Regions from separate parts of the Zea mays genome. Here region 1 is linked to region 2. The links are chromatin contacts, called in public Hi-C maps. All regions are on one chromosome and are shown on one strand. The core of a region is the stretch at or near the end of the contact, and the rest is flanking DNA. Distances in the headings are between cores, read along the strand shown.

Evidence for each region. Hi-C and Micro-C count contacts between places; a contact is called where the count stands out from the background.
Region 1: a contact with region 2 is called in a Hi-C map of ear, with 2.1 times the contacts expected there. The contact joins the promoter of LOC100286155 here to the promoter of LOC100279395 in region 2. A contact is called at or near these places in 3 of 25 Hi-C or Micro-C datasets (ear, leaf and tassel).

The regions. Positions count from the first base shown.
Region 1 is chr2:181,420,156-181,423,179 of Zm-B73-REFERENCE-NAM-5.0, forward strand. LOC100286155 (holocarboxylase synthetase) reads left to right here and starts at 1,420. Exons shown (of 3, transcript NM_001159043.1): 1 at 1,420-1,760. The coding sequence starts at 1,599.
Region 2 is chr2:181,214,900-181,217,782 of Zm-B73-REFERENCE-NAM-5.0, forward strand. It overlaps LOC100279395, which reads right to left and starts at 1,572. Exons shown (of 5, transcript NM_001360969.1): 1 at 910-1,572. The coding sequence starts at 1,434.

The DNA of each region.
Region 1 (3,024 bases), core at 170-2,669, 210 kb after region 2:
CTCTCTAAGCCCGTGTCTCCCACTCACACAAATCTCTGATGGTGAAAACGATCGGTAGACACTAAAACATTTTCGTTTTCATTTTTTTTCTTGAAAACGAGATCCAAAACGGTAACTCCAGAAACGAAAACGACATCAGTAATTCGGAAACATCGGAAACGAAAGTTCGGTACGAAAATTACATCGGTTACGATCAAAAACTAAAATCCGATTGGTAAAAATTGTAACAAGTACCCTCAATTAACTTAAAAAATTCACGCAAGTCATACATTCATATAAAATTAGTAATAATATATAAGGTATGAGGTCACAATAGATATATAAGGTAAGAAGTGTACAATAATAAAATTATTATTACGTATTTAAATAAAGTAGAATCAAAATGTGCATAATGATATGACACTTATATTCTATTTGTACTCATACTACTTGGCATATTCAATATAATTAGTGTTCTCTTAGTCTTTCTTAAGTTCTCGTGTAAATTATGAATATATGTATCAAGAGTAATAACATGTAAGAAAACATAAATAAGATTTATAAAAGCTTCAAACGATTCTAAACTATACACCATTAGATAGATCTTGATTTTAAAAAAATAATAAATTAGTTTCATATTTTCTAAGTTAAGATGAATTTATTTTGAATTTATAAAGGTCCGTTCAGATTTAATATTTTTCTGAAAATATCGAATTTATTACCGACGGTAAAATACCGAATAAAAACGCTAATATCCAGAAACGGTCGGAAAAAGCACCAACCGTTTCCGTTTTCGATTTTTTCTATCGATTTTGTTCCCGTATTTTCGGTAACCGATTCCGTTTAGATCTAAATTTTGGTAAAACTTTGAAAATGATTTCCGGTATCTAAAAATTACCGTTTCCGTTTTTATCATACATACCCTCTCGACGAACCCCTTGGACATGGCTTTCTCTTCTTGGTGCGCGCGCCGCCACGCGGGGTGGACACTGTCGTCAAGGAGTGCGAAGAAGAGACGACAACTCAAAGCTAGAGTCTAGCTCTCTGGCTCCCCGCGTTTCCGAGGCCACTGGACCGGCCACTGCTGCTTGCAGTGGGCTGCTGGGCCTATTAATCTGTAGTGGGCCGCTGGGCCTATTACGCCTCAACAGCGGTCACTGACACCGGTGCTGCCAGGCGGGCAGCTCCGATGGTCCCACTACCTCGCATCCACGCCGTCAATCAGTCAGCCCCCATGCCACGTGCTTGTACGCTCCCGTCCCGTTCCGCCCACCGCCATGCGGGCCCAGCGTCGGCATCAGCCTCCGCGCGCGCTCACGACACGAGCCACACGCCCACACCACACCCACTGGCCACTGCAAACGACGCGACGACGAGACGATATGAAGAGCGAGGAGTAAGAGAAACCAACCAAAACCACGGGAAGGAGACGAGACGGGGGGAAAAACACTGCGCAGGCACAGGCAGGGAGAGACGTAAAGCCGCCGCTTCGTGCGCGTCGACGTCACCTCGCCGCCGGGGCCCGTCTCGCCGCGGGGTCCCTTAGAGCTCCCTTCCGTCGCCGGACTGGGCGGTCGCCGGACGGATCGGGAAGCGACGACCTGAGGGGACTGGCTGGGATGGCCGGGAAGAAGCGCAAGGCGGAGGCGGCACGCCTGGAGGAGACGGACCGGGCGCTCTACGGGGCCTTCCGGGGCGCCGCCAACTCGCTCTCGCAGCTCTACACGCTCGGCATGGGCGCGCAGAAGGCCTCCTTCCACGCCGGCGAACGTCACGCCATGGTACGTCCATCTCCCTCCCTCTTCTCCCCAGGCGGCGGATTGCGGTACCTGTTGGGTGTCGTTCCACGGTGGTAGTGGCAGAGATTTGCGTCCTGGCGGAGGCCAATTCGGGCCTATCCGCTTTTGGGCGCTTTGTCAGTCTGCGTGGTGTGAATTCCTGTGTTTTAGGCTCGATTGGTTGGGAATTCCGGTGCCGACTCCTCCTTTCTGAGAGGGGGGGGGGGGGGGATTGGATTTCTCAAGTCCAGTTCCATACTGATTTCGATTTGTTGTTTGCGATGCCAAAGGTTATGATGTCAGTAGCAAGTATGCATGTTACCTCCCGACGCAAGTTCTGACCGAATTTCCTGGATGGATGGATAGGCTGAGCATGGTTAGTTTCGATCCACGTCCAGTGCCAACTTTTCCTGGGATTAATGTTTCTTCGTACTTGATGCCTAGCTCATCCTGTTCGTATTCAATATCACACCTCCGACAAAACTGATTGATAAAAGAATCACTGTTGTATTGCCATTTGGAGTCATTCCGCTTGGAATTTTACCAGCTCTAATTGCTGCTCCTTCTCTAATCAGCTGCTTCCGTGTTACTTTAGCCTTTTCCTTTCTGGGTGGAAGCGGCTGTGGGCGTCTCACTTTGTGCTTTGCAACTTGCAAGGCTCAGATTAGCCTTGGTTAGGTTCAGAGGGATGGTGTGCAATCGGAAAGCTGGTGGGAGGGGCTAGAAACTTTACTTTTGGGGCAGCTTACTTAAGCAGTAGTACCAAGGATGCATCCTTTCAAACCTCACTTTGCTTGTGCACTGCTATATGGAAGTCTCGCCATTCAGTGTACTACTGTACTGTTCCAGTCAGAGATTGCAGTACTTGATTTCTATGATAGGTGTTGTTCTGTGGTCCACATTGTTTTATTGTTAGGTAAGAAGTTAACATTTATTTTTCAGACACAACAAGTAAGCTTTGGTAGTGCAATATTGTATCTAAATATGACTAAATCTCCTCTTCTTATCTCATCAAATGGATAGTCGGGTATACCCTCGTACAACCGGAAACCAGTGAACGCATTGGAATTGTCAGTACTGGCATCTAGTTGACAACTTAGTATTCACTTCCTCATGTGCATAACCAACCTCGTAGAGCCTAAGCTGTCTCTAGCCCTGATTGCCAGCAGCTGTCATCTCACCAAGTGCCATCACCTGGAGACTAGGAAAAACTGCAGATGCCTCCAGCCCTCCTCCAGCATCCCACAAGACGGTGTGAGTTCCAAGT
Region 2 (2,883 bases), core at 322-2,821:
AGTCCCTAGAAGCCAAACACCCTCTTAGAGCCTGTTTGGTTCCTTTAGTCCAGGGACTAAAGTTTAGTCGAGTGACTAAAGTTTAGTCTCTACACTGTTTGGTTGCAAGGACTAAAAGTGTTGAGAACGCATTAAATGACTCATAAGAAGACTAAAATGCCCCTTAACCTTCTCCCGTCATTAGTGCAACTGAAATAACGTCATTAGTGCAACTGAAATAACTGAGGGGAAAAAGTGGAATTAATATGGTTTAGTCCCTTTTAGTCACCCCTTGAGGGACTAATCTTTAGTCCCTCAAACCAAACAGGGCCTTATTTGATATTGTAAATGTAATATATTATATAAAATTGGTCAAAGTTAGACAAGTTTGACCTGGAACAAAACTAAAACTGAGTTTCAGATTCAAACAGAGGGAGTATGTGCATTCCTAATTCATCTTCGCACTTTATCACGAGAACCCTAGACCAAGGTAAGAATTAACAAACAAAGGTTATCCGTGACTACAAAGTTGAGAGATGCAATTTTATATTCAATGAAGCAAGGGAAAATCTTAATTAGGTATCTGAAGGCAACAAATATTAATAACAGCTGCTGAAGCCGACACCCAAATTACAAGATCCGCCAAAAAAATAGATAAGTCATTTCACTCTCGTCCCTATAAAATGCCGCATGTTTAGCAACGGCATTCCAATCCTAAACTAAAAATATCTAAGACATAGTATACTTTTAAATCAAATAAGAAAATAGGTGTAAATTTAGCTAAATTTGAATTTTCGACGGACCCTTCAACAAACTCCGAGAACATCATGGCACTCTTGACCGACTCCAGATCTAGTAACGCAATCCACCAACGCCAGCATTGGAAGGAAATCTCAGCGGGAATCTCAGCAGCTAAACACGAGATCCTACCTGGCTGGCAGCGATGCGGAGGAGGCCCCTGCGGATCCTGGCGTCGGTGGGCTCGGAGATGCGCATCTGCACCCGCATGAGCTCCCCAAACGTGGCGGGCCTACGCGGGGGCGCCGCCTTCCCGCCACTCCCGGGGCTGCCGACACCCTTGGAGGAGGCGGACGAGCGGAGCCCGAGCGCCTTCTTCATCTTGCTGGCGGCGGCAGAGGTGAGGGAGCGCTGGAGCGAGGCGGAGGATGCCGAGGACGCGGAGGAGGCCGGGGACGCCGTGGCCCCCGCGGCCACCGACGAGGACTGGGGGATATAGGTGAGGGGCTTCCCGCCCGTGGTGCGGGAGGCCGCGACCAGCACCTCGTAGGCGGCCTCCCGGAGGTCCGCGGTGGAGAGGGCGACCCCGAGGTCCGGGAACGGCGAGGGGAGCGCGGAGACCGAGGGGCTGGAAGCGGACGCCGGCGGGAGGAAGCCATTGGAGGAGGAGGAGAAGGGGGACGAGTCGCGGCGGGACTCGCGGAACAGGCGAGCCATCGCGGCCGTCGGCGGCGACGGTGACCTCCCGGCGTGACTCTCTCCCTCCCTCCCTCTCGTGCTAGGTCCCGGCTCTCTAGTGGAGAAAGAGGGGGATGAGGAGGAGAGAGAGAGGGAAACCCCCTCCCAACTCCAGCGAGGCAGCGTGGGATAGAGAGGGAGATGGCATGTCGCGGGTTAAATTGCAAAGAGTACTCGCAGCTAGGTTTAACGAGTGCGACCCTTTTCTTTTTACTGCAACTTTAAGAGACGCTTGGTAAATTTTGATTATTATTAAAAAACATCTCCAACAGATTTTATAAATGACCCTTTAAATTTTAGTAGCTTTATATCCCTATAACTTCACTTTCTTTTTTTAGAGCAGATCTAATAGTTATATATATTTTAGTTTTCTAAATCATAGATTTAGGAAGTTATTAAATAATTTTGGGAGTTAAAAATTATGACTTGTCCAATAGCTCTTTAAATATATGTTGTAGTTTGGTTTTGAATCTACATAAAAAAAATAAGTGTGCATATTTTCTACTTATATTTTGATTGCATCTGTAACAAAACATTTGATTCACCCATACGGTGACAGATCGTTGTCATCTGTTTCAGAAATATGTTGGCAGTTGGTTGCTATTACTAGCAGTACTTATCGACAGAACAGTGACGGTAGAAGACCTAGCATACGGATCACGCTGAATCCATTCACGTGGGACGATCAATTTGCTCCTGAAAGGGTACATCATGTCGACATATGATTGGTTTTCGTCAGTCTTCGTTGTTTCGGGACTTGGTAAAAGGTTGCTAGATATAGGGAGTAAATGAGGTTTGATGAGAAGTAGCTAAATTTAGAAGTTTAATTAGAGAACTGTTGGAGAGGATTTTTTAGTTTAACTACCTAAATTATTGATTTAGGAGGTATTTTAGAGAACTACTGAGTTGTTCTTAGATATCTTTTTTCACTCGCTATACAGGAGTTCTAGATTTACAAGTCTATTGGAATAATCTCCTTATTTTATATAAAATTTATTATAAAAATAGCTAAATCAGAAAATTTGGCTAGTATTTTTAGCTAAACTTCTGGGGTTAGCTCTTACCGTGTTTTCCTTTTGACGGCAACAAAAAACATGGGTAAACAATGTCGGTGTAAATTTCATACGGAAAATTGAAGCTAACTTGGTTTGTTGATTTAGAACTCATAAATAGAAAGAAGAGTGGATATTCAATAAATTTAATATTCTAAAATAGATATGCATTAAATTTGGTGTTAATCTATTCTTATGTCATCACACATTATCGCAAAAAAAATTGCATAAATTGTTTTATGCATTCTTTGTTCCCTATAATGAAAAATGTAAAAAAATATGATCTGTATCCAATTCTATGTGTGAATTTTATAGTTATCATCCAAGAAGATATGTGATAAATTTGATATTTGCCTTTTATAAATCTTTACAAGAT